4 separate regions of the Sus scrofa genome follow, and all the other regions are linked to region 1. Evidence: chromatin contacts called from public Hi-C and HiChIP or PLAC-seq data. All regions are on one chromosome and are shown on one strand. The core of a region is the stretch at or near the end of the contact, and the rest is flanking DNA. Distances in the headings are between cores, read along the strand shown. Region 1 holds the start of SRXN1 (sulfiredoxin-1). Region 2 holds the start of ZCCHC3 (zinc finger CCHC domain-containing protein 3). Region 3 holds the start of SOX12 (transcription factor SOX-12). Region 4 overlaps C17H20orf96.

What was found. Hi-C and Micro-C count contacts between places; a contact is called where the count stands out from the background. HiChIP or PLAC-seq counts read pairs in DNA pulled down with a chosen protein or histone mark.
Region 2: a contact with region 1 is called in an H3K27ac HiChIP or PLAC-seq map of alveolar macrophages. The contact joins the promoter of ZCCHC3 here to the promoter of SRXN1 in region 1. A contact is called at or near these places in 1 of 5 promoter capture datasets (fetal liver), 1 of 47 Hi-C or Micro-C datasets (embryonic fibroblasts) and 1 of 2 datasets of contacts at active chromatin or transcription factors (alveolar macrophages).
Region 3: a contact with region 1 is called in an H3K27ac HiChIP or PLAC-seq map of alveolar macrophages. The contact joins the promoter of SOX12 here to the promoter of SRXN1 in region 1.
Region 4: a contact with region 1 is called in a Hi-C map of fetal skeletal muscle, with 1.9 times the contacts expected there. The contact joins the enhancer-like site here to the promoter of SRXN1 in region 1. A contact is called at or near these places in 3 of 47 Hi-C or Micro-C datasets (embryonic fibroblasts, fetal skeletal muscle and heart right ventricle) and 1 of 2 datasets of contacts at active chromatin or transcription factors (alveolar macrophages).

What each region holds. Positions count from the first base shown.
Region 1 is chr17:34,579,906-34,586,140 of Sscrofa11.1, reverse strand. It overlaps SRXN1 (sulfiredoxin-1), which reads right to left and starts at 3,764. Exons shown (of 2, transcript XM_003134361.4): 1 at 3,493-3,764. The coding sequence starts at 3,663. LOC106506648 (a long non-coding RNA gene) reads left to right here and starts at 3,778. Exons shown (of 3, transcript XR_002339912.1): 1 at 3,778-3,997.
Region 2 is chr17:34,882,589-34,888,749 of Sscrofa11.1, reverse strand. It overlaps ZCCHC3 (zinc finger CCHC domain-containing protein 3), which reads left to right and starts at 3,118. Exons shown (of 1, transcript XM_003134368.4): 1 at 3,118-5,938. The coding sequence starts at 3,262. The coding sequence ends at 4,470.
Region 3 is chr17:34,856,360-34,863,304 of Sscrofa11.1, reverse strand. It overlaps SOX12 (transcription factor SOX-12), which reads left to right and starts at 4,871. Exons shown (of 1, transcript XM_021077779.1): 1 at 4,871-6,945. The coding sequence starts at 5,345. The coding sequence ends at 6,283.
Region 4 is chr17:34,904,022-34,910,120 of Sscrofa11.1, reverse strand. C17H20orf96 reads right to left here. Exons shown (of 12, transcript XM_021077827.1): 6 at 4,090-4,248; 7 at 873-972. Among named protein-coding and RNA genes, the nearest start is that of C17H20orf96, 16 kb to the right of the region's middle. Within about 2 kb of position 4,345, at least 40 of the 83 cell types and tissues checked have an H3K27ac peak or open chromatin away from gene starts, as enhancers often do. A contact at or near this core is called in alveolar macrophages, embryonic fibroblasts and fetal skeletal muscle, where this site is marked.

The DNA of each region.
Region 1 (6,235 bases), core at 2,515-5,014:
TAGGTCGCAGACGCGGCTCAGATCCCACGTTGCTGTGGCTCTGGCATAGGCTGGCAGCTACAGCCCCGATTGGACCCCTAGCCTGGGAACCTCCATATGCCATGGGAGCGGCCCAAGAAATCAAAAAATAAAGACAAAAAAAAAAATAATACACATTGCGTATAACCTGTGGGAACAGCACTTGAGGCAGAGGGAACTGCAAGGGCAAAGGTCTGAGGCCAGCACAAGTTCACTGTATTGCAGGCGTGGCAAGGAGGCCAGTGTGACCCGAGTGGACTCAGGTTGAGGAATAAAGAAGTCAGAAAGGAAGCAGGGAGTAGGCCCTGGAGTGTTTTATTTATCTATCTTATTCTTCTAGTTTAATTGAGATATAATTGCCACCCAGAACTGTATATGTTTAAGGTGTACAGCATAATTTGACTTATATACATCATGAAGTGATGGCTATAGTAAGTTTAGGGAATATCCATCATCTCATATAGATATGACATTAAAGAAATGTAAAAAATGGTTTTTTTTTCCTCGCGATGATAAGGCTGCAGATTTATTCCCTTAACAACTTTGATAATAATGTTTAGCAGAGTTCATTGTATTTATCCTGCTATACATTATATCCCTAATTTATCTTGTGCCTGGACGTTGGTACCTTTTGACCACCTTCATATAATTCCTTTCCTTCTTCTCATGCCTCCCACCCCCACCCCTCACCCTTTGCTAACCACAAATCTGATCTCTTCTTCTATGACCCTGTTTGGTTGTTTTTGGTAGATAATTGACCTACCACACTATGTTAGTTCCTGGTGCACGCCACGGTGATTCGATATTTCTGCACATTTCAAAACGATCCTATGATAAGGCTAGTTACCATCTGCCATTCTACAAAGAGATGACACACTTATTGACTCTATTTCCTGCACTGGACATTTCACAGCCGTGACTCATTTATTTTCTAACTCAAAAAGTCTGTACCTCTTAGGAGGCCCTGGAGCGTTTGAAACAGGGGAGGGTGACAAGATCTGAGGAACAGTCTAGAAAGTCATGGGAGAGCAGGCTTGGGGGGGGGTGGACAAAGGCACGAGCAGGGAGGACAGAGGCAGGGCCAAATCAGGTATTCAGGAGAAGATGCAGGCCCGAGGGAAGGTGTGTGGGGGCTGGGGGGGGGAATAGGGAGAGAGGTGGACAGGTCTGGGACACCTTTAGGGGGATAGAGCCCCGGGAGGGATGAACGTGAGAAGAGGAAGAGGAGCATCTAAGTTGACTTCCTGTGAGGGGCCTGAGCGGCCAGATGGTCCTCTAGGTAGGGAAGGCCTAGGGCCGGATGGGAGGGGGTGGAGTGCTCTGGGGAGACTGAATTAGGTGTGAGCTGCCTACAAGGCCTCCCGCCACTGGCCCACGGGTGGTCTCTTATTAGGCTGCTTCAATGGATGCATGTATCCATTTATCCCAGAAATGATGACTAAACAGTAAGGCCCAGCAGTTAGGAACAGGGGCTCCCAAACCAGGCAGACATGAATGTGAATCTCAGCTCCTCCAAAGAGCAAGGGCTGGGTGGGGCGGTGGGGTGGGGAGCTGAAGAACTGGCCTTGCCACTGGGCATTGTTCCGCATCTGTAAAATGGGTTTAGACATCCTGCTGATGAACTCAGGGAGCTGATGTGTGTGTGCCAGGCACAGAGCAGAGGCTGCCCAGTGGGGGAGCTGGAATGAGGGGCCGCTGTGCCTGGCAGGCCTAGTGCTGGCCACCCGGGGGTGTGGGTGGGTGGGCAGAATAACAGCCCCTGGAGATGTCCCCATCCTAATCCTTGGAACCTGTGAATGTGTTACTTACATGGCATAGAGACTTTGCAGATGGAATTAAGTTAAGGATCTTGCAATGGGGAGATTATCCTGTTATCCAGATGGGCCACATGTAATCACCAGGGATCTTAAACGTGGAAGACAGAGGAACAAGAGGAGGTCTGATGTTTCTGGCTTTGAAGATGGAGGAAAGAGGTCAAGAGCCAAAAATGTGGGTGGCCTCTAGAAGCTGGGAAAGGCAAGGAAATGGATTCTCCCCTGAGCCTCCAGAAAAGAATGCAGCCCTGCTGATACCTTGCCTTTAGCCCAGGGAGACCCATTTTAGACTTCTGAACTATAGAACTATAAAGTAATACAATCTGTCTTTATTTTAAGTCACTAAGTTTCTGGTAATTTGTTACAGTAGCTATAGAAAAGGAATGCAGATGGTGAGCAAAGGCAAGCCAGGGTCTTGCCCTCACAGAGCATATGTTTCTGGCCTAGAAGACAGGTGGCTGGGGCCATTACAACCCAGTGGGATCAAAGGTTTGCTGGTAGGCATGCAGATGGCTGGGGGCCCATGGGAGGCCCCAAACCCAGTAGGGGCTGTCAGGGAAGATACTGACCCGAAGACCAAGGAGGATTAGAAAGAGTAAAAAAGACACGAAAGAGTTTTCCAGGGGTGGGGTGGGGTGGAAAGTCTGTGCAAAGGCCCAGTGGTGGGAGAGAGCACACAGGGCCAGATCCTTCAACAACAGCCAGGCACCGTGTTCATGTCACGGAAAGAGCAAGATAGGACCAAGTCTCTGCTTCTATGGAGTTCACACGAGGTGGGGAGGAGGGACAATAAAACCCAAACAAATGTATAAAATAACTCAGCGGGACACAAACCCTGCAAGGAGAAATACCTCGGGTTAAGGGGGGAGCCACAGAACAGGGAGGCAGGGACCTAACCCCAGAGGGGCAGCAGGCTCTCTGGGAAGCAGTTCCAGGCAGGAGGAACTACCAGCAGTGCAAAGTCTAGGACTGAAAGACATGCCTGGAAGCAGGAGAGGTGTCTGGTGGGGCCTCAGGGTCTCACATGGCCACCCTCCAAGGGTCTGGGGGAGGGGGACAAGATGTCATGCAGGACACCTATGGCCCCTCCCTCCCCTCTCATTCCTGCCAGGATCACACCAGCCTTCTCCAGCATCCTCTCTGAGCTGTGGCTGACCTGTTCCTCTCCCAGTTCCAGTTCAAACAAGGCCCTCTCTGCAGACAGGACCCCACCCCCACCCCAGTCCCACTGCCACAGCCAGAAGTGACCACACATCTTATCTTAGGATAATGTGGTGGCCATGCAGCTGGGCACTGTGGCCAGGCTGTACCACTTTCTTAAATGCCTGACCTTGGACAAGTTGCTTGAATCCTCTTGTGCCTTATTTCCTCGTCTGTAAAAGAACCTCTCAGGATTGGCATGAAGAAGCTAAGCACTTAAAAGAGCTCCTGGGCCATTTCAAATACCATCTTGATAGGAGTCAGAGATTGTTATTTTTATTCTCTCCTCCAATCTCCTTGCTCAAAGAGGAAACAGAGGTCCAGAGAGGCCCAGCAGCTTGCTCAAGGTCACACAGCAAATGCTGAGCTGCGGGGGAGACTGAACCAGTCCCGTCTGGCGTCCGGCGCATCCTCCCTCCTCTGAAGCCCTCCCAGCTGCCAGCTTCCCCCAGGGCCTCACCCGGATCGTGTCCACGAGGCTCTGCACCTTGGCCGGGTCCAGCACAGACGGCAGCGGCCGGATGAGCACGCTCAGCGGCACGTTGTGCACCGCGGCGATACAACCCGAGTGGATGCTGCCGCCCTGCGCGCTGCCGCTCGGCCCAGGTCCCTCGGGCGACCCCCGGCCCATCCCGGCCCTGCCCAGCGCTCCTCCGCACGCAGTCCCATCTCGCCGCCGTCGCTACCGCCGCCGCCACTAGACGCACCTCCTCCCAAGGGCTTTAACCCCGGCCGGGCCGTACCATTCTGCGCAGGCGGCGGGGGGCCCGGCCAGTGCGTCTCTCTCCCCCGGCCCCGCAGTGGTCCGGCCCATCCCCCGCGCGTCCCCGCGGGACCTCGGCTCCACTCGCCCGGCGCCGCGGGATGCACGCGGGGCTCCGGCTCTCCGCTGGGGGGCGCCGCACCGCTTCTCCTCTTCCGCTCGGCGTCCCGGGAGTGGAAGCGTCCGGGCAGGCTGACTCAGGGTGAGTCTGCAGGTCGTGGGGCGGGAGGGGCGCCGATGGCTGTGCGTCACACACCGGGGTGACTCAGGTCCGCGGGAGGCGGGGGCGGGGACGCGGCGTGGAAGGGGCCAGATCTGCCCGGCGAGAGTGAGTTGGCAAAACCTCGCTCTTGGCAGCCCAGCCTTTGGAGCCTTAGCGGTAATAGCGGTAGAAGTAATAATAATACCTACCAACAACAGTAATATTACGAGTCTGACGAATCTGGTGCTGTGTCGGGCACTGTCTTAAACACTTTGCATGTACATTAGTTTATTTAAACCTCAAAACAAGTCTGCAAACTAGGTATGATTAACTCCTATTTTGCAGACGGGGGAAACTGAGGCACAGCTTGGTTTAAGAGACTTGCCCAGGGAGTTCCTGTCGTGACTCAGTGGTTAACGAATCCGACTAGGAGCCATGAGATTGCAGGTTCGATCCCTGGCCTTGCTCAGTGGGTTAAGGATCCTCGTTGCCGTGAGCTGTGGTGTGGGTTGCAGACATGGCTCGGATCCCGCGTTGCTGTGGCTCTGGCGTAGGCCGGTGGCTACGGCTCTGATTCGACCCCTAGCCTGGGAACCTCCATATGCCTTGAGAGGGGCCCAAGAAATGGCAAAAAGACAAAAAAAAAAAAAAAAAAAAAAAAGAGAGAGAGAGAGAGAGAGAGACTTGCCTAAGGTAATGAGCTAGTAAGTGGCTCGACCAGGGTTTGAATCCTAGCAGCCTGACTTCAGAGTGTGTTCTGTACCCACTGTTGGTTTGTATGTTGAGATACCTGTGACTCAACTCAGAATGGCTATAAGCGTTAAGAAGATTTGTATTTTCACATAATTAAGATGTCTGGAGGTAGGCATATCCAAGGCTGGTGAAGAAGTAGCTGAACAATGTCAGGATGGAGACTTAAGCCTCCTGTTGAGATTAAGGTGAGGTACCTTTCTCTGGGGCTAATGTAAGTTTGGGACTGGAAGCTGGAGACATTCTAGGATCTATGCAATATCCTTTTGTTTTAGTTTGGATTCTCCCAGAAGTAGATCCCAAGTCTGGGACTTGTATGCGGGTACTTTATTTGGGAGCTGTTCTAGTTATTATCACTGTAGCACAAACCTCTTGGAAATGTAGCAACATAAGACAACCATTTTATAATCCTCACAGATTTTGTGGGTCAAGAAATCAGGCACGGCAAAGTGGGGACTGGTTGTCCCTTCTCAGCAGTGTCTGGGCCATCAGTGGGGAGGTGACTCAACATCCAGGGGTGACCTGATGGCTGGAGCTGGACTCATCTGGAGGTGATTTCCCTACACATTCCTTGGGCCATACCACCTGTCAGCCAGAACGCCTCCCTGCGGCCTGGGCTTCCTCATAGCATGGCAGCTGGCTTCCAAGAACCAGTGTCCCAAGAGAACCTGACAGAAGCTTCATGGCCTTTTCCAGTCTAGTCATGGAAGTCATGTGACATCATTTCTATCTGTGGGAGCGGTCTCCATGCCCCCTCCATGCTGTTTTCCATAGTGATTGTACCCTCATCCCCCACCCCACCCCCAGCCAGGCTCAAGGGAAGGGACAGAGAGTCCATCCCTTGAGGAGAGAAGTAGCAAGGTTCTAAAAGAGCCTGTTGCCACAGGAAGCTTTTATTGTGACCATCTTTGGAAGATGGTCTGCTGTAGGAGGTGATTCCAGGCAGGACCAGGGAAAGGAGAAGTGCTAATGGGGGGACAGGATGAGCAGGTTAACATGGCGGTTAAGTGGGGCTCACTCTGCTGGAGACTCTGTGAGGAAGTGTCATGTATCAGAATTGTCCCTCTGTGGGGTGGGGGGCTAGAGATATTTATAACTATATTTTTAGTCTTTTTAGGTCTGCACCTGCAGCATATGGCTGTTCCCAGGCTAGGGGTCAAATCGTAGCTGCAGCTGCCAGCCTGCATCTCAGCCATAGCAATGTGGCATCCAGGCCGTGTCTGTGACCTACACCACAGCTCACAGCAATGCCGGATCCTTAACGCACTGAGTAAGGCCAGGGATTGAACCCACGTCCTCATGGGTACTAGTCGGGTTCATTACTGCTGAGCCACAACAGGAACTCCTGCACTGACTTTTATTCACTGATTTCCTGTCCCTCACTGGTTGAGGGTGGCCTAAGCATGTTAGGTCTCTGCCATTTCTGGGCTGCTCTGTACTCAAACTGAGCAGGTGTCTGAGGACCTGGAAGATAAAGCTTCTGGCTTC
Region 2 (6,161 bases), core at 1,869-4,368, 300 kb before region 1:
TGGAGCATTTTTCATTCCAGAAAGGAGGACCACCAGAACCAGTCCTGGGGCTACTAAACACCAGTTTGAAGAAGAATGAAAACTTGCAACTACTTTGATCCTCATCTGTGGCCCTATTTTCTACTCCCCAAACTATAAGACCATCTCCTACTCTCTCTCAAAGAAGGGCGCAGTCTTTAGGGCATTAGCCTGCTGTGACCTCCTTTGCCTGGCAAAGAAATAAAAACTATTTTTTCCTTAAAAAAAAAAAGCCTAATATATGATATAATATATATATATATTGCCATACACACATACATATTATGTGAGGGGTCCTGGGGTCCTGCCTAATGCAGTAAAACAAGAAAAAGTATAAGATCTGAACAGAAAGAGGGAAAAAAACCTTCATTATTTACAGACAATGTGATTGTCAACATAGAAAAGCAAAGTGATTCCAAATGCCATTGGAAATCTTAAAAGAGTTCAGCCTTATTGCTAGATATGAGTTCAGTACCAAAAACTCAATTGTATTTCCTTTAATTTTTTTTCTTTCTTTTTCTGACGCACCCATGGCATATGGATATTCTTGGGCTAGGGACTGAATCCGAGCCAGACCTGAGCTGCGGCCTACACCCCTGCTGCAACTGTGTGGAGCCAGGGCTAGAGTCCACGCCTCCACAGAGACAAACTAGATCATTAACACACTGCACCACAGTAAGAACTCCTTGTGTTTCCTTTAAATACTAATAACAAATATGTAGTTTCTAAAGATACCATTTATAGGAGTTCCTGTTGCGGCTCAGCAGGTTAAGAACCCAATTAGTATCCATGAGGATGCAGATTCGATCCCTAGCCTCACTCAGTGGGTTAAGGATCTGGTGTTGGTATGGCTGTGGCATAGGCTGCAGCTGGAGCTCAGATTCAAACCCTTGTCTGAGAACTTCCATATGCCACAGGTGCAGCCCTAAAAAGACAATAAACAAACAAATAAACCATTTACAATAGCAACCAAGGTACTTCGGAATAAATCCCTCCAAAAAAATTATTCAAGAACTTTTTGAAGAAAACTATAAATGCTATTGAAATTCATAAAATAAGACAAATAAATGAGAAATCCAGTAGGGTCATAAATGAGGAGATTCAGTATCACAACATGGCAATTCTGTATAAATGCAAAGCAAGCCCAATTAAAATTCCCAAAAGTGGTTTCCTGGCACTTACTAGTCTGGTTCTAAAATTTATACAGAGGATCCAAATATAGCCAAGACAACTGTGAAGAAGGAGAAGAAAGACTGTTTCCCATTTTAAAAAGAAACTGGAGTTCAGGCTTCTCTTAAAAACAGGAAGATCTGGCCACAGCGGGGACTGGAGTTGACTAGCAGCTGCCCGTATTCAGATAGAATATGTGCCCACCAGTTCCCTCCCCCCATTTCCTTATTTATGGTACCTTCCAGATCCTTATAGATATTTGATTGTATGCTGGAGTGGGGGTGGGGAGAGGGAGTTAGGGTATGAGGAATAAAAGGGATTATTTAAAATACATAGGTTCTGTTTGGTTATGCAAACATCATCCGCATGGAAAGATATTAGCAGGCAAGCAGAAAGAACAAAAGGGGGGAATGCGTGAATCTAAGATTTGACGTTTCTGGTTAATGGGCACGGACATGGGTGGAGGAGAGGGGATAGAGGAAAGCATGGCAGAGGTTATAAAGTGAGGGAACTGGAAGATTCGCACGGCACAAGAGTTGGAGAGGCTGGCTTCCTGAGTTCATACTGGAATTGGGGTAAAGGGAAAGATCTTAAGAAAACAACGCACGGGGCTCCTAAGAACTGCAAGAGAAATAGGAACGAATCCAACAGAGGCAGAAAGGAAAAATAACTTCTCCTGGAAACCCATTGTGGACCAAGCTCTTCCACCCAGGTTATCTCCTGAACCCCCATGTTAGTCCTCTGAGAGGAGATATTAATATCTTTTTGTTATGGATGAGCAAATTAAGCTATGAAAACTGAGGTCATTGGCCCCATGCGACAAAGCTGAGCTCTGAAGCAGTCAGATTCAAACCAGGGTCCCTGACTCCACAATCCACCTTTTCTTTCACTAAACCCAGAGGATCACTGGAACACCCTGAAATGCAAGCGCAGCTATGGCAAAGAAAACAACATGAGGAAAGGTGCTGTTAATCTCACCCCCTCAACCACCCAAATTTTATCAGTGCTTCCGAAGCACCAGTTGACACAGATGAGGGAGAAATAAGAGACTGTGTCCCCTGCTAACTTCAGTTAGGGAACCTGTTTTAGACGGGGGTTCCTGGAGAATCTAATCCAAACAGTCCTTGATCCACAATGTCAGAAGCAAAGAGGTAGAAGCCCCCCTAGGCATGGGGCTGCCTATTAATTCTGCCCCTTGACCAAGTGATTTAATCCCAATCTCCAAGCCCCTGCCGCTGGTAAAACGGGTGTATTCACGGGATTGTTTTGGAAGACTCCATGTGATAAAGCTTGCAATGTGCTTAGAACAGTTACTGGACACTTCAGCGCTCAATGTCATCGTCATCATGAATATGATGGAAGTCTTTTTTAAAAATAAGGCAGTCTGACTTACTTGGAAATGTATCAAAAAACAGGAGGTGAGGAGGGATAGAGGTAGTGTGATAAGGTCTATTAAAACTTTAATGACAGAAAGTTAAAATAGTTAAAAAGTTAAAGTGCACAATTCTTTCAACTTCCTATGTTTGAAAATGTCCATGATCCAACGTTGGAAAAATAATGCAGTGTGACCTGCTTTGAGAGGAGGGGAGAGCTAAGTTTTGTTTTTGTCTTTTTTTTTTTTTTAATAGAAAAGGTACAAAAACGAAAACAAAATGGGCGAAATCTTCCTCAACCCCGTCCCGCCTTCGGGCTGTGGGCCGTTTGTAAAGCTGCTTGAATGAAATCATCGAGGACCGCTTGCGAAATACCAAATCCTCGAGAGCGAGACCCAAGGCTGCCAAACTCTCGCAAGGGGCAGGGACGCGCTCCAAGCGCCCCATCCCGCTTCGATGCCGAGGAGGTGGGGTTGGAACGAGCGCCGGCGGAAACGCGGCCCGGCCGTTACCAGGGGGTTCCCGGCTCGCGGGGCCACTGAGCGCTGCAAGTAAATACCTTCGGCGGGGCGGGGGAGAGAAGCGTCGAATTTCAAAAAAAAAAAAAAGCCCAAACCCCCACAGCCCCGGGCGGGCGGGCGCGCGCGATGGGCGCCCTTTGGCTGAGGGAGCGAGTGGAGGATGCTGGGAAGGAGGTAAAATGGCCACCGGCGGCGGCGCGGAGGAGGAGAGGAAGAGGGGGCGGCCGCAGCTCCTGCCCCCCGGGCGCCCGGCGCCCAGGGCTGAGGAAGCTGAGGGCGGCCGCGAGAAGATGGGCTGGGCCCAGGTCGTGAAGAACCTGGCCGAAAAGAAGGGCGAATTCCGCGAGTCGCGGCCGCCGCGGCGGGAGGAAGAAGGCGGCGCAGGAGGCGGGCTTTGCGCCCCCGCGGGCCTGGCAGCGCCGGGCCTCGGCGACTTCCCCCCGGCCGGCCGCGGGGACCCGAAGGGTCGCCGAAGGGACCCGGCCGGCGAGGCGGCGGACGCCCGCAAGAAGAAGGGCGCAGCCGAGGCAGGCAGGAGGAAGAAGGCCGAGGTGGCGGCCATGGCGGGCCCGAGCAGGCCCGGCGCGGCCGAGGACGCGGCCGAGCGGCCTCCCCAGGACGAGACGGCGGCGGCGACGGGCCCCGGGGCGGGCCCGGGCAAGGGCCGCTTTCTCGTGCGCATCTGTTTCCAGGGAGACGAAGGCGCTTGCCCGACCCGGGACTTCGTAGTGGGCGCGCTCATCCTGCGCTCCATCGGCATGGACCCGAGCGACATCTACGCGGTTATCCAGATTCCCGGCAGCCGCGAGTTCGACGTGAGCTTCCGCTCCGCGGAGAAACTGGCCCTGTTCCTACGCGTCTACGAGGAGAAGCGCGAGCAGGAGGACTGCTGGGAGAACTTTGTGGTGCTGGGGCGGAGCAAGTCCAGCTTGAAGACGCTCTTCATCCTCTTCCGGAACGAGACGGTGGACGTGGAGGACATCGTGACCTGGCTCAAGCGCCACTGCGATGTGCTGGCCGTGCCAGTGAAAGTGACCGACAGGTTTGGGATCTGGACCGGGGAGTACAAGTGCGAGATCGAGCTGCGCCAGGGGGAGGGCGGGGTCAGGCACCTGCCGGGAGCCTTCTTCCTGGGGGCCGAGAGGGGCTACAGTTGGTACAAAGGGCAGCCCAAGACGTGCTTTAAATGTGGTTCCCGGACCCACATGAGCGGCAGCTGCACACAGGACAGGTGCTTCAGGTGCGGGGAGGAAGGGCACCTGAGCCCTTACTGCCGGAAGGGCATCGTCTGCAACCTCTGTGGCAAGCGAGGACACGCCTTTGCCCAGTGTCCCAAAGCCGTTCACAATTCCGTGGCAGCTCAGCTAACCGGCGTGGCCGGGCACTGAACACCCGCCTGCCTGCCAAGGTGAACACAGAGCCAGCTTACCCCTCTTAAGTGCCAAAACTTTTTTTAAACCATTTTTTATCGTCTTCGAAGGAGATCTTCTTAAACCTGCAAGAGACGTCTCGCTCTGCCTTCCTAAACCGAGTTTACTCCATTTCAGCCTTTACTGAATTTGGTGACTGTTGTCACTAACGATGACCGAGAACTGTAGCGTGCAGATATGTCGCCCCTCCCTTTTTTAAACTTTGTTTTCTGTTTTGTATTCGAGGATTTTTTTTTTTTCTGGTACTTTTTATTCCCCACGCCTTGTCTTCTCCCTGGATATCCACCCTTTGGGCTGCCTTGCTCATCTTTATGCCCCAGCGCTAGGTAGGGGCCCAGCACATGGTAGGCACTCCATCAGTGTTTGTTGAACTGAGAACATTGTTGACTGTGGCTTTTGTCAGGGTGTCTTATCTTTTGCAGCTCATCCCTTACCCCTTTTAATTTGCTGCTTCTAATCTGTGTGGTCTGAGAATTTGTGAAACCAGTGTTGTTAGAAGTGTCTGTAATCTGAGTCAATAAGCTCTGCATGGTGGCCAAGGGCCTCTCTTATGGCATTAAAATGCGTGGACTTGGTGACAGCACTTTCAGTGGCTCAGAAGCCATTTTTCACAGAATCACGGAATCTAGAATTTTCCTGCTGGAAAGGACCAAAAAATTGGTTTTGACCAATCCCCTGGTTTTCCAACAGATGAAACAAGGCCCAGAGAGGTTAGAAGACTGGGTCAAAATCACAGAGCTGTCTGGTGCCAGAGCTAGCCTAGAGCAGAGTCCCCTGACCCCAAGCCCGGTGCTCATTCTACTACCTCTCACACTTCACAACATTTTCCTCAACACTGAGGGCCCAGAAAGTCTGCTCTCTCCAGAATGATGAGCCCAGAGGAAGGCTAAGAACTCATGTGGGAGAGGAAGCAGAAGATTTGGCAGGGGCTTCTCAACGCTTGGGAGATAGGGAAGGACAAAGAAACATTATGACCCAGGGTGTATTCATTGCTCCCTGGGATACCGGCTCGGGATTAAAGTGGGCCAGGACCTTTGTGGCCCTCCCCTTCCCCATTCATTGCCGTCTGTGAGAAATAGAGGTGCTCCTGAGCAAGGAAACCTGCCAAAGGTTTACATTCGCACCCCAGCCTCGATAGCTAGAACCCCCAGAGAAGCAGCTAACTGGAGCTCATCTGTAGCCTCCTGACTCTCAGGAGAAAACCAGAATTATTAACTCTAAAATGTACTTCCGAAATAGGCCAAGCCAGAGGGCAGTGGGTCAACTAAGTGTTAATCAAGTTAAAGTAGAAAAGACAGTACACTGCTTTTCTTTTAGTTGTTGTCTTCCCTTTGCTTCATGTTTTGCTATTTCCATGTGTCTTAGAATGTAAAATCGATTGTTTAAAGTTTTGTTCTGAATAAATATTTATCTTTTGTATTGCTAACACCGCTGAACTATTTCCTTTCAAAGCGTTGGATGCCTAGGTACACAGACCCTCTTTCAGCCCAGGCCTCCCACACACCGTTTGTTTACCCTGCAAATACCTTTCCAGCCCCTGCAGGCAACACTTAACACCTACTGTGTTGTCCCAAGTCCTTGGGAGTTGTTCCCTAAACCTGTGCATCACAATCACTTAGCACACTGTTAAAATTCAAGTTTAAAGTCCT
Region 3 (6,945 bases), core at 3,622-6,121, 280 kb before region 1:
CAGCTTGGCTTGTTCCACTAACTGAAAAGAGACATTGTGTGACTAGAAAGTGGCTCATGGAGTTCCCATCGTGGTGCAGTGGTTAATGAATCCAACTAGGAACCATGAAGTTGCAAGTTCGATCCCTGGCCTTGCTCAGTGGGTTAAGGATCCGGTGTTGCCATGAGCTGTGGTGTAGGTCTCGGATTTGGCTCGGATCCCACGTTGCTGTGTCTCTGGCGTAGGCCGGCGTCTGCAGCTCCGATCAGACCCCTAGCCTGGGTACCTCCATATGCCTCGGGAGTGGCCCTTAAAAAGGCAAAAAGACAAAAAAAAAAAAAAAAAAAAAAGAAAGTGGCTCAAGACTGAGAAATCAGGAGAGGAGGTCAGTTTAGGTGAGCAGGGGTCTAACCAAGCTTGGCCTGGTGAGTCAGGTGAAAATCCGATGTTTATCTTGAGAGTAAAGGGATAACTACCGAAGGGTTTTATTTATTTATTTTCTCATTTATTTATTCTTTTTACAGCCGCACTGCAGCATATGGAGGTTCCCAGGCTAGGGGATGAATCGGAGCCGCAGTTGCTGCCTACACCACAGCCACGGCAATGTGGGATCCCAACAGCATCTGCAACCTATGCTGCAGCTCGTGACAACACCGGATCCTTCATCCACTGAAGGAGGCCAGGGATCCAACCTGCTTCCTCGTGGGTACTATATCGGGTTCTCAACCCACTGAGCCACAAGGGGAACTCCGGAAAACCACCAAGGAGTTTTACGAAGGAAAGACCCACAATCAGATTTGTGACTGAAAAACACCATCACATTGGCTTCAGTGAGGAGAATGGAATGGAAGGAGACCTCCTGGGTACAGGGACCAGAAAGGAGGCGGGGCAGGTATCCAGATTAGATTCTTTTTACAGCCGCACTCTGGGGCACCCATTTGAAAGGACACAGGGTCGTCTGTGGGCCACTGATAAATGCCAAATCTCAGTAGCAAACCAGAGTTTTGGATCTTGTATTCCAAAGTTCAACTCCCTTTCTCTGGGCTCCCATAGGAATTGGAGCACAGTCGTGACAGAGCACCGACTTTGCATTTAGTATATATTGACCGAGCACATTGAGCGCTAGGCACTCTCCTAGGAACAGAGCAGTAGACAGACAAAAATCTCTGCTGGCATCCCGTGGAGGAGAGGCAGGCAAAAAACAAGTGAATAAATAAAATACTTCCAGAATGCGGTAAGTGCTATGAAACAAACAAACAAAAAAAAAGGCGATGACTTAAAACAATGCAAGCAAAAATTAGGATGTCTAACAATACCAAACTTTGGAAAGGATGTGGATGAAGAGGCTCCCTTCTATGTTGCTGCTGGAAAAGTAAATTGATACAACTTGGAAGTTTGGTATCACTTGCAAGAGCATTCGTGAAGTAGCACTGTGGCTCAATTGGTTAAGAACCTGACATAGTGTCTCTGAGGACATAGGTTGGATCCCTGGCTTTGCTCAGTGGATAAGGATCTGGCGTTGCTAGCTGCAGTATAGGTTGCAGATGTGGCCTGGATCCAGCATAGCTGTGGCTGGGGTGTAGGCCAGCAGCTGCAGCTCCAACTCAACTCCAGCCTGGAAATTTCCATATGCCTCAGGTAAGGCCCTAAAAAGAAAGAAAGAAAGAAAGAAAGAAAAAAAGGAGTTAGTGTTCGCATATCCTCAGATGCAGCCACCACACTGTCCATAAAATACCTGGAAGACCTTCCTGCATTTGAGCACCAGGAACACATCAGGATTGTAAATAAGAACACTGTCCAGAGCAAAAACACAACATAGCCCAAATGCCAATGGACAGGACACTAGATAGAAAAATCGTGTACATTCCTGCAGAGAAAAATGAACAAATCCCATACAGGTGCAAAAATATAGACGAATCTTAGCACTATAATGTTGAGAAATACCAGAGTATTACATGCAGCATGATACCCTTTTGATAAAGCTAAAGGCAAGAGAATGTATTTTTGAAGAAAATAAAATTTTAAAAATAAGACAAAGGAGAAACTGGAACCCTCATACACTGCTGATAGGGATATAAACAGTGCAGCAAATCCACTGAGATGGAAAGTAAATTTATGGTTGTCTAGAGCTGGGGGTTAAGAGCAGAGGTAGAGGATGTGAAGGTAGAGGGGATGGAGGAATTAAGTATAGAGTATATATACTTATACATCTCTGTATATATACATCCTCCCTTTGCGGGATGATGAAAATATTCTAAAATTGACTGTGGTGACGGCTGCACAAGTTATATATCATTGAATCATATAGTTTAAACGGGCGAATAGTATGGCACATGGATTATATCTTAATAAAGTTGCTAGCCTTTCTTTAGGTGTAAAGGAAGACTCAGGTTAGCTATTAATTACATCGGGTGAGGAAAAGCAAGGAATGGGGATGGGCAAGACGTTCACAAGGGAAGCGAGGTCATTGTCACTGTTCCAGTTCTTGGGCTGGGTTGCTGATTTCGCTGGTGTTTACCATATTACATATAATCAAATACATACAAACATAAAGTGAGCCAATCATGGACAATGATGTCAGCAAACTGACCAGCAATTCTGTGTACCTGGGATGTAGGGGGATGGGTGGGCAACAGCAAAGTGGTCAGGGCAGGTGTCTCTGGAGAGTTCATGTGAACTGAGGTTAGAACGAAATGGACCAGCAATGTGGGGAGACAGCATGTACAAAGGCCCCGGGGTGGGTTCAAGACTTGTGGTTGAGGGCTATCCAGGAGGTCAGCACTAACACTCTAATGATGGTTATTAGCAGCAGCTACAGCGCCAGAGTTAAGATCTTTGAAAGGCTGTAAACACTGAAAAGATGGCAGTGCCCATCCTATGTCATTGAGAATAAAACAAGTATTAAATGGGAAAAGTGTAAATTCAAAAAAGCTTTTATTTTACCCAGGCTTGCTACTTTGATACCTTTTTTGAAATGTTAAATCCATCCCACCCTGCCTAATTTTTTTTTTTTTATCATATTGGTGTCTCTAGGTTGGTGGTACCCTGAGTCCCTGATAACTATTTTGTTTTGGTTTGGTTGTTTGTCTTTTTAGGGCCACACTCACAGCAAATGGAGGTTCCCCAACTAGGGGTCGAACTGGAGCTGTGGCGGCAGGCCTATACCACAGCCACGCGGGATCTGAGCCCTGTGCGGATCCTTAATCCACTGAACAAGGCCAGGGGTTGAACCTGTGTCCTCATGGATACTAGTTAGATTCGTTTCTGCTGAGCCTTGATGGGAACTCCCCTGATAACTAATATTTATCCAGCATTTACTAGATGTCAGGGATGTGTCTACATTCATTACCTCCATTTAATGTGCAAGATAACCATATGTGGAAGAAAGTGCTTTTTTCCCTATTTTCAGGCCAAGCAAAAAAGACACCTGCATATGATTACAGGAACTCGGACTTCAGGGAGCACTGAACCATCCAGGCTACCGTCATGAAGCTTCAAACTCGGGGATCTCCAGATCTCAGCATTCAGTAAGTCGCCAGAGGTACCATTTAGTCGCCCGCAGGGCCTTCTCCTCTGGGTGCCCTGTGCCTTTAAGAGTCGCCCCCTCCCACCCGCGAAGCTACATTTCCCTCCCGGGCACCCAGAGCACCACCCCGCCCCCATCGTCTGTGGAGCCGCACCTCGTCCTTCCTCCCCGCCCCACACCCGCAAGCTCTCAGACCCCGCCCGCCCAGAGGTGGGTGAGGTCTACCGCGTGAGACACGCATCCTCCGACCCGGACATTGCCCCGCTGTGCCCCAGCAAATTGCTACCTTAGATACCCTCAACCCAACCTCTCCCAGTTTCTTATTCCGCGGAGCGATGCTTCAGCACCTCTCCCACCGCCTAGGCCCACGGCACGATGAAGGTGACCTACCCCAGGGGTAGCGCACGCCCCGCAGTGCCCGAGCGAGCACACACACGTGGTGAACAGGGAGCGCGCAGCCCCTCCCCGCCACGCGCCCAGAGCGTGCGTCCCGGGCACGCCCCCTGGCCTGACTCCGCCCCTGTGCCCGCGCACGCTTCTTCAGACCCGGGAGGGGCATCGCGCCCCAGTCTGGCACCCGGCTGGTCGCGGTGTGGGGTGGGGCCTAGGAATGGGGCACCCATACATTTTCGAACCTCGCCTGAGAACAGAAAAAGCGAGAAGTCCTCCCTATTCGGGTGCTTGGCTGGTTGGCGAGGTGCCTCGGCCCCTTCGTGCGCTGCGGAGAAAGCTGGGACTGCGAACCTAGGATTCGAGCTCTCATCTGCAAATCTTTGGTGTTTCTGCCTGGAAAGTGGGAGTCATGTGGCCTTCTTTCCCAGGACTCTTACGGCGTTTCAATCGAGAAAAAAAAAAATTTGAAAGGGACTCGGTTATTTGGGCCCCAAAGCATTTGTTGACTCGTGCTTGGCTAGACCTTGTGTGTAGTAGGCAGGGGCTACATCACTGACACGATGAGTCCCTTAAGGAGATTTCCTGAGCCTAGGTTCCCCCACCTTTGTTCTGGGACGATTCAAAAAGACGCCACCGAAAGAGGAGAGAGCAGAGGTCCTACCTGGCGGCAGGTGTCATTGAGCAAGCTAAACTTCAAAGGCAACGTGGGGGCGGGGACAGGCTTTCGGAAGCCTGAAGAGAAGCACGCTCGGCGTCCCGCCACCCTCCCACTAGTCCCAAGCCTAAGAAAAGAAACCTACTTCATCCGACACCCCCGATCCCAGTCGGGAGACCGCCCAGCCCCGCAGCCCCGCAGCCCCGCCCCGCTTTGGCAGACAGCGATTGGGAGATGCAAATACCAGGTTCTCTGCCCAGCAACGGGTGACGCGCCGCCCGAGCGCGAGGCGTGGCCCGGCCGCAGCCCAAGCGGGCACCTCGGTGTTTACACGGGGCGGCCCCGCGCGCGCCGCAGCGGCCCGCAGACGGCGAGGGGGAGGGGTGGCGCGCGCGCCGGCGGGGCCGCGCGGGGAGAAAGACACTGGAAGGCAGCCGGGCGGGGAGCAGCGCGCGCGGGCCGCGGCTTAGCAGGCGGCTGCGAGGAGAGCCCGCGGGGGCCTGGGGGTGCAATTCCTCCACCCCCGCAAAACAATGTGTGGCGTGCTGCAGGGCGCAACTTGCCGGAGGCGGCGGGGGCGCGCCGAGCCCGCCTGAGACCGCGCCGCTGACCTTCTCCCCCCGCCGTCCGTTGGGCCGGTGCGCCCAGCTCCTAGCTCCCCAGCTCGCGGGGGCCGGGCCGAGCTGCGGGGCGGGGCCGCCCCTCCATCGCTGCTGCCTCCTCCCCCACCCCCAGCCGCGGAGGATGCGGACGGCCCCCGGCGGCGTCTAGCGGCCCCGGGCCCAGGCGCGATGGTGCAGCAGCGGGGCGCGAGGGCCAAGCGGGACGGCGGGCCGCCGCCCCCGGGGCCCGGGCCGGCCGAGGAGGGGGCGCGTGAGCCCGGCTGGTGCAAGACCCCGAGCGGCCACATTAAGAGACCAATGAACGCGTTCATGGTGTGGTCGCAGCACGAACGGCGGAAGATCATGGACCAGTGGCCCGACATGCACAACGCCGAGATCTCCAAGCGCCTTGGCCGCCGCTGGCAGCTGCTGCAGGACTCGGAGAAGATCCCGTTCGTGCGGGAGGCGGAGCGGCTGCGCCTCAAGCACATGGCGGATTACCCGGACTACAAGTACCGGCCGCGCAAAAAGAGCAAGGGGGCGCCCGCCAAGGCGCGGCCCCGCCCCCCCGGCGGCGGTGGCGGCAGCCGGCTCAAGCCCGGGCCGCAGCTGCCTGGCCGCGGGGGCCGCCGAGCGGCAGGAGGGCCGTTGGGGGGCGGCGCGGCGGCGCCCGAGGACGACGAGGACGACGACGAGGAGCTGCTGGAAGTGCGCCTGGTCGAGACCCCCGGGCGGGAGCTGTGGAGGATGGTCCCGGCAGGGCGGGCCGCCCGGGGACCCGCGGAGCGTGCCCAAGGGCCGTCGGGCGAGGGGGCGGCTGTCACAGCCGCCTCCCCGACTCCGTCGGAGGACGAGGAGCCGGAGGAAGAGGAGGAGGAGGCGGCGGCAGCGGAGGAAGGCGAAGAGGAGACGGTGGCGTCGGGGGAGGAGCCGCTGGGCTTTCTATCCAGACTGCCCCCCGGCCCCGCCGGCCTGGACTGCAGCGCCCTGGACCGCGACCCGGACCTGCCGCCCCCCTCGGGCACGTCGCACTTCGAGTTCCCGGACTACTGCACCCCCGAGGTTACCGAGATGATCGCAGGGGACTGGCGCCCGTCTAGCATCGCCGACTTGGTTTTCACCTACTGAGCCCACCGTCAGCGGGGCGCGCACGCCCCCAAACCAGCTGTTTACATACAGGAATCAGGTATTGGGGCCCCTCGGAGGCCGAGGCTGGCACCCCATTTCCCGCACAGCCTCCCCCCTCCTAGACGTGCCCATCCCCCCTCAAATCCAGACATGCCCCTCCCCCCGCAGACACACCCCAAGGCAGCCCAACCCCCACCCTTTCCCCGACATCCAAGCCCCTCCCCATCTTGCCCTCTCCCTCGCAACCACCAGCAGCCGCCCCCCCATACACCTCGTATCCTCCCCTAGAGACCTGTACCCCTCCCCCACGTTGCATACGCCCCTCCTCAAGGCCGGAGGACACGCCCCTGCCCTTGCTCCGGACTCCCTCCGCGGTCGCCTAGCCCGCCTCCTGTCTTGTTGGGGGGGGGCGCTGCAGCTCGGCCGCCCTGCGCCCTCCTCCCTTACCCCCCCCGCCCCGTCCCAGGGAGGGGGAGGGGCACACGCCTTTCCCCTCCGGGAGCGCTGGGGCCCGCCCCCTTCTCGCGCATGCCTAATGCTTCTTGGGAGGAGGGGGCTGGTCCCTGTCGAACTGCACGGCTCTGTCAGCGGCTCCGGGAGGAAGGGGGGGCGGATATAGAGCGATCCTGATGAGAAACCTTTAGATCCAGGAGCCACGGCTT
Region 4 (6,099 bases), core at 3,096-5,595, 320 kb before region 1:
ATACACACACTCCCCAGATGACAAGCCCAGGGACATGGGGCGACACCGGCTCCCATGACACGACCAGGGCAGGATTCAGACATCCTCCCCGGAGGGGATCCCCAGCATCAAGGCCGCCTGACCCACCCCCCCTCGCTCGGAAGGCTTCTAGTCTGCTCAGGGGAAAGAAACCACAGGTTCGGCAGGTGCCAGCCACTGACTCCCAGAGGGACCCTGGCAAGAAAGAGGCAGGCTAGGATGGGATTCTGGGACCTGGCTGTATTACCTTCAGCAGTGAGCTCACTTCCCTGAGCCTCAGTCTCCTCATCTGTAAACCGGGAGAAAAGTCCCTGCCTCACAGGTAGTTGTAGAGACAGAGAGTGTGCCCAGAAAAACCAAGCGCACAGGGTCTGCCATTGCGAAGCGCTGCATAAATAGGCTGTTAGCTCTGCCTCTTAGCAGTTCCATCTGCCTCAGAAGGGAGGAGATGGGCCTGACAGTTTCCAAAAGGGAGGAGGTGCAATATTTATATTTATATAAAACAAAGACTATATCGTACAATACATTGTCTCATAATTTTCCTTTCACACTAACATATTGGGTTTTTTTGTTTGTTTTTTTTTAGGGCTGCACATGTGGCATATGGACGTTCCCAGGCTAGGGGTCGAATCTTAGCTACAGCTGCCAGCCTACACCACAGCCATAGCAACACCAGTTCCAAGCCTCAAATGCGACCTACACCACAGCTCACAGCAACGGATCCTTAACCCACTGAGTGAGGCCAGGGATCCAACATACATCCTCATGAATACTAGTCAGGTTCTTAACCCTTTGAGCCACAATGGGAACTCCATTTTCTTTTTTCTTTTTTTTCCTCTTCCAGGGATTCTTACTGTGCATCTTGGATTCCTCCTTCTCCTCCCACTCCTGAAGCTCGTGTTCCATCTGCTGCAGCCTCTTCTTGTTTGAGTACTCCAAGATGCTGATGATGGTCTGGGGGAGGCGGGGGTGGGGGGTGTCAGCTCAGGCCCAGCCTCCATGGGCTGTTGGGGGGCCTGGGCACTTCCTCAGAGGAGCCCCCAAACCCAGCCCCACTCCCAGGGCCAGGAGCCTGAGCAGAGGCTGGAAAGCAGTTGTCTGCTGCCCTGCCACAAACTTTCCCCCTGCTCAGCGGGTGGCGGCACCAGGCAGTCAAGCACACAGGCCAAACCAGGCATTGGTCCCTCCTCCCCCTTCTCCTCCAAAATGTTCCCAAGGGGTATGAGTTTGCCCCCCAAACAGCCCTCGAAGCCTTGTCCTTCTCCCATTCCCATCGCCATCATCTCATTCAAGTTCTCTTCATCTCCTGTCTGAAATACTACAGCAGCTACTCCTAACTGCTCCTCCTTTGAGCTCTTCTCCACACAGCAGTCAGAATGATTTTTTTTTCCTTCTTTTTTGCGTTTTAGGGGCACACCCATGGCATCCAGAAGTTCCCAGGCTAGGGGTCAAATCAGAAATGCAGCTGCTGGCCTACACCACAGCCACAGCAATGCCAGATCGCCGACCCACTGAGTGAGGCCAGGGATCAAACCCACATCCTCATGGATACTAGTTGGATTTGTTTCCGCTGTGCCACAACAGGAACTCCCTCAGATGATCTTTCTTTAAAAAAAAAAAAAATTTTTTTTTTACTTTAAAAAATTGAATTTAAAAAAATTTTAATTAAAACAAACAAACAAACAAGCAGGAGTTCCCATTGTGACTCAGCAGGTTAAGAACCTGACATAGTCTCCATGAGGATGCAGGTTCGATCCCTGGCCTTGCTCAGTAGGTTAAGGATGTGGTGTTGCCACCAGCTTCAGTGTAGGTCACAGCTGTGGCTCAGATCCGGTGTTGCTGTGGCTGTGGCTTAGGCCTCAGTTGCAGCTCCAATTCAGCCCTAGCCTGGGAACTTCCATATGCCAAAGGTGCCATAAAAAGAAAAAAACAAAACAAAACAAAACAGATCACCACATCCTTCTCACTATTTAAAACCCTCCAACATCTCCCCTCTGCCCTATAAATAAGATCCAAACCCCTGTCCTTGGCTGACAAGGCACCCCTCAACCTGACCCAGGCCAATCTCATCTCTCTCAGATCCCTTCCTCACACCTTACTGTCCAGCCACACTAAGCAACATGTGGCTCCTTGAGCCACTCATACTCACTTTCACCCCAGGCCTCGGGTACCCACATCCCCAGGCTGGAACACTCGCCAGCTCTCAGCCAGTTAGCACCTACTTCTGCAGGTTTCAGCTCAAGCATCACCTTCTCCGGGAAGTCTTCCTGATCCTCCCATGTCTGTGTTAGAAGGCCCCTCCTAGCTCCCCAAGTCCCCCCTCGCCATCACAGTCACACAAAAGGCTTTCTCCCTGCCTGTCCCTCCACTAGAATAAGAGCTGGACAGGGATGACTGTCCTTCTGATCCCTGTTTCCCCAGGACCCACAGGAAACACTCAGGATGAACAATAAATGTATAAATAGAACAATGGAGGCAAATCAGACAATGACTTTGTCTGGGTTTGGCAAATATTCTAGAGTTTCCTTGGACTGAAGGAATAACTCTGAATGTCCCTGGTCTCTGTTATAGACGGAATTGTGCCCCTTCCCAAGTTAATATGCTAAGGCTTAACCCTGTCCCCTACGTGACTGTATTTGGAGATACAGCCTTTAGAGAGGCAATTAAGGTTAAATGAGGTTCAAAGGATGAGGCTCCATTCCAGAAACTACTGTCCTTCTAAGAAGAGGAAGCAACACCAGGGATTTTTTTCTCTCTCTCCACACACATGCAGAGCCAACGCCACGTGGAGACACAGCAAGAAGGAAGCCATCAATGGTTCAAGGAAAGAGGCTTCAGCAGACACCAACCCTACTGGCACCTTGACCTTGGACAGCCTCCAGATCTGTGAGAAAATTTATGTTTGTCATCCAAGCTACCGGTCTGTGGTACTTTCTTGTGGCAGCCCAATCACACCAATTAAGGCTCCAAGGTATCGGAATTTTTGTTTCAGGCTCCAAGTAAACTCAGTTCCTCTCCTCCTGGGCAAACTGCAGTCAGAAAGGAGTTACTTCTCCATGAAGCCATTTTCTCTGATTCTTCTTCAGCCTGAACTCCCGGTCCCCTGTGAACTTTCCGCCCTCTCTCAAAAACATCGCCAAGCCTCTCCTACAGGAGGCAGGGGATGCTCCCTGGGCTCTCAGCAGTCACCCTGACCAATAGACCATAAGTGCCAGCAGTGGATGAAGGTGGTAGTCACAGCATGGAGGAAGGGGCACAGATCCCAGTGCGAGATTGTCTGGGTTCAAATCCCAGCTCTGACCCTTGCTAGCTGGTTGACCTTGAGGGTGACCTTGAGCAGGTCACCTAGCCTGTCCATGTTTCCATTTCTTCATGCGTGGAATAAGGAGAACAGTAAAGCCCAAACAACTGTTGTAGGGTTATGTGAATACATATACAGTATTACACTGTATAAGTATTTGCTAGCGATGTTAGCTAATTTCTCTTGCACGCCTGCTGTGTGCCAGGCCCAACTTCTCTTTGGAGTGGGTGCAATTGTCCCCCATTTTATAGGGCTCAGAAGTTAATTTAAAGTCTTCCATTCCAGGGAGTTCCCGTCGTGGCTCAGCGGAAACGAATCCGACTAGGAACCATGAGGTTGCGGGTTCAATCCCTGGCTTCGCTCAGTGGGTTGAGGATCCGGCATTGCCGTGAACTGTGGCTCGGATCCTGCGTTGCTGCGGCTGTGGCCAGGCCGGCAGCCGTAGCTCCGATTAGACCCCGAGCCTGGAAACCTCCATATGCCGCGGGTGTGGCCCTGAAAAAGACAAAATGACCCCCCAAAAATAAAATAAATAAATGAAGTCTTCCATTCCAGCTAATAAGTGCTGGTTAGGATGTACACCCTCCTCTTGATTCCAAAGACGGGCGGGTAGTATGTAAGAGATTAATCTCTCAGATGGAGGAAGCAGCTTGTGCAACCCGCCTGGAGAGGTAGAACGAAAGCAGCAGAGGGCGCCCGAGCGCTCAGGAGGGCGGTGTCTAGGGCTCGATCGCCGCACAGAGGGCAGAGGCGGGGCTGTGGACGCTCACCATGAAGACGTCGTGCTGCTGCAGCATCACCCGCACTTTCAGGGCCGAGCTGTCCTCCGTGTCCTGAATGGCCTTGATCAGCTCCCGGTTGAGCTGGGTGAGGAAGTCCTCGTGGTTGCAGAGTTCCTGGTGCGAGGCTTGCCGGTGTCTGAGCATCGTCTGCGAGTGGAAGGACAGGGAAAAGAGGTCGCGGTGTGCGAGGCTGGCCAGAGGCTCCCGGAGCCTAGGGACCACTTCCCTCCGGTCGTACATCCGCCCCCTTGTGGCTTCGACTGGTAAATACCACCCGAGCCGGGCGGCGGTTCCCCATTGTCTGCGGGTCTGAGCACGTTGAAATATTCCATCCATTCTGAAACATCCATTTCCTCCTAATTTTACATCTCTGAGGTGAGGGTGTGTCACACATCCACACCAATGGGTGGCCTGTCACAATCTAATGGACACATATTTTATTAATGGGTAATTAAAACAAAAGGGCGCCGCCTTATCTTTATTAGGCAGCGTCTGGAGAAGAAACAGCAGAGGCAGACATGGCTACCCTTCATTTCTCCTCTGACAGCGGAGTGAGGACTCCCTCCTTTCACCCAGGGCCCCTGGGGAGACAATGAGCATCTCACGGATTAAGTGACTTGCCTAAGGAAAAGCAGGTTACACAGCATCTACAATAATAATAACAACAATTGCTAAGGCCGCCTCACTCAGCACCGGGCGTGTTATCGGTTCACCCTCCAACAACCCTGTGTTTACCAGTTCTATTTTTCTGAGAGGTGGAAGGTCAGACAGGTTAGATGACTGCCCCAAAGTCACACAGCCTGGAAGTAATGGCACCAAAAGTCTAAAAGCAGACTACTGCTTCCCAAAGTCTGTCTGTCCATTACACTAAGAGGAGGAACTGTGTGGGCTTAAAACTGCCACTTGGAGGAGTTCCCATCGTGGCTCAGTGGTTAAGGAATCTGACGAGGAACCATGAGGTTGCGGGTTCAATCCCAGGCCTTGCTCAGGGGGTTAAGGGTCCGGCATTGCCATGAGCTGTGGTATTATTGGTCGCAACTCAGATCCCGAGTTCCTGTGGCTCTTCTTCATTCCTTCTGCTCGTTCTCATTTCTCTGTCCTTTGCTAGAAATGACCCCTCCCCAGCCCTCAGCCCCCATGTCCCTCACAGGAGAATACGAATAAGCGTGCGAACACGTGGAGACTGGAAACCTCCAGTCTAAGTGCAAACTTCGGTGTGCACCACATCACCTGGCACTATTATTGGCCCCCACTTTAGAGAAGCAGGACTGGAGGGTCAGAGAGATCCAGGACCTGACCCAAGATCACACAGAGCAGAGCTGCTATCTTTGAAGTCTGGACTCCGAGCTCTACTATCTTGTCGTCACCAAAATATCTCCAACATGGCCCACAGGGACCAGAAGCATCTTGTGAGAAATGCCAGCCTCCAAGTCATGGACCCCTTGAGCCCCACTCCCGGGTGATTCTGATAAAGTGTAGCATTCATGACTCTGCTCTAGAAATGGACCCTTCCCTAACGGTCCTGAGGCTGCCGGGCAGTCAGGATCCTACTCCATGTCCAAGAACAAACCAACTGGGTCATCTCTGTTTCCTTGCTCTGTCCCCTCTTCCCTCTTGTCCCCACAGACCAGTCTGCACAGAGCAGCAGCAGCCCAAGGACCCCTATGGAAACCTAAGTCAGATCACATCCCCACTCTACTCAGAATCCTCCAAGGTCTTCCTGTCTTACTCAGTATAAAAACTCAAAGCCTGGAGTTCCCGTCATGGCTCAGTGGTTGGCGAACCTGACTAGCATCCATGAGGAGGCAGGTTCGATGCCTGGCCTCGCTCAGTGGGTTAAGGATCCAGTGTTGCCCTGAGCTGTGGTGTAGGTCACAGACACAGCTCAGATCCCATGTTGCTGTGGCTGTGGCTGTGGCTGGCAGCCACAGCTCGGTTTCGACCCCTAGCCTGGGAACCTCCATGTGCCGCTGGTACAGCCCTAAAAGACAAAAAGAC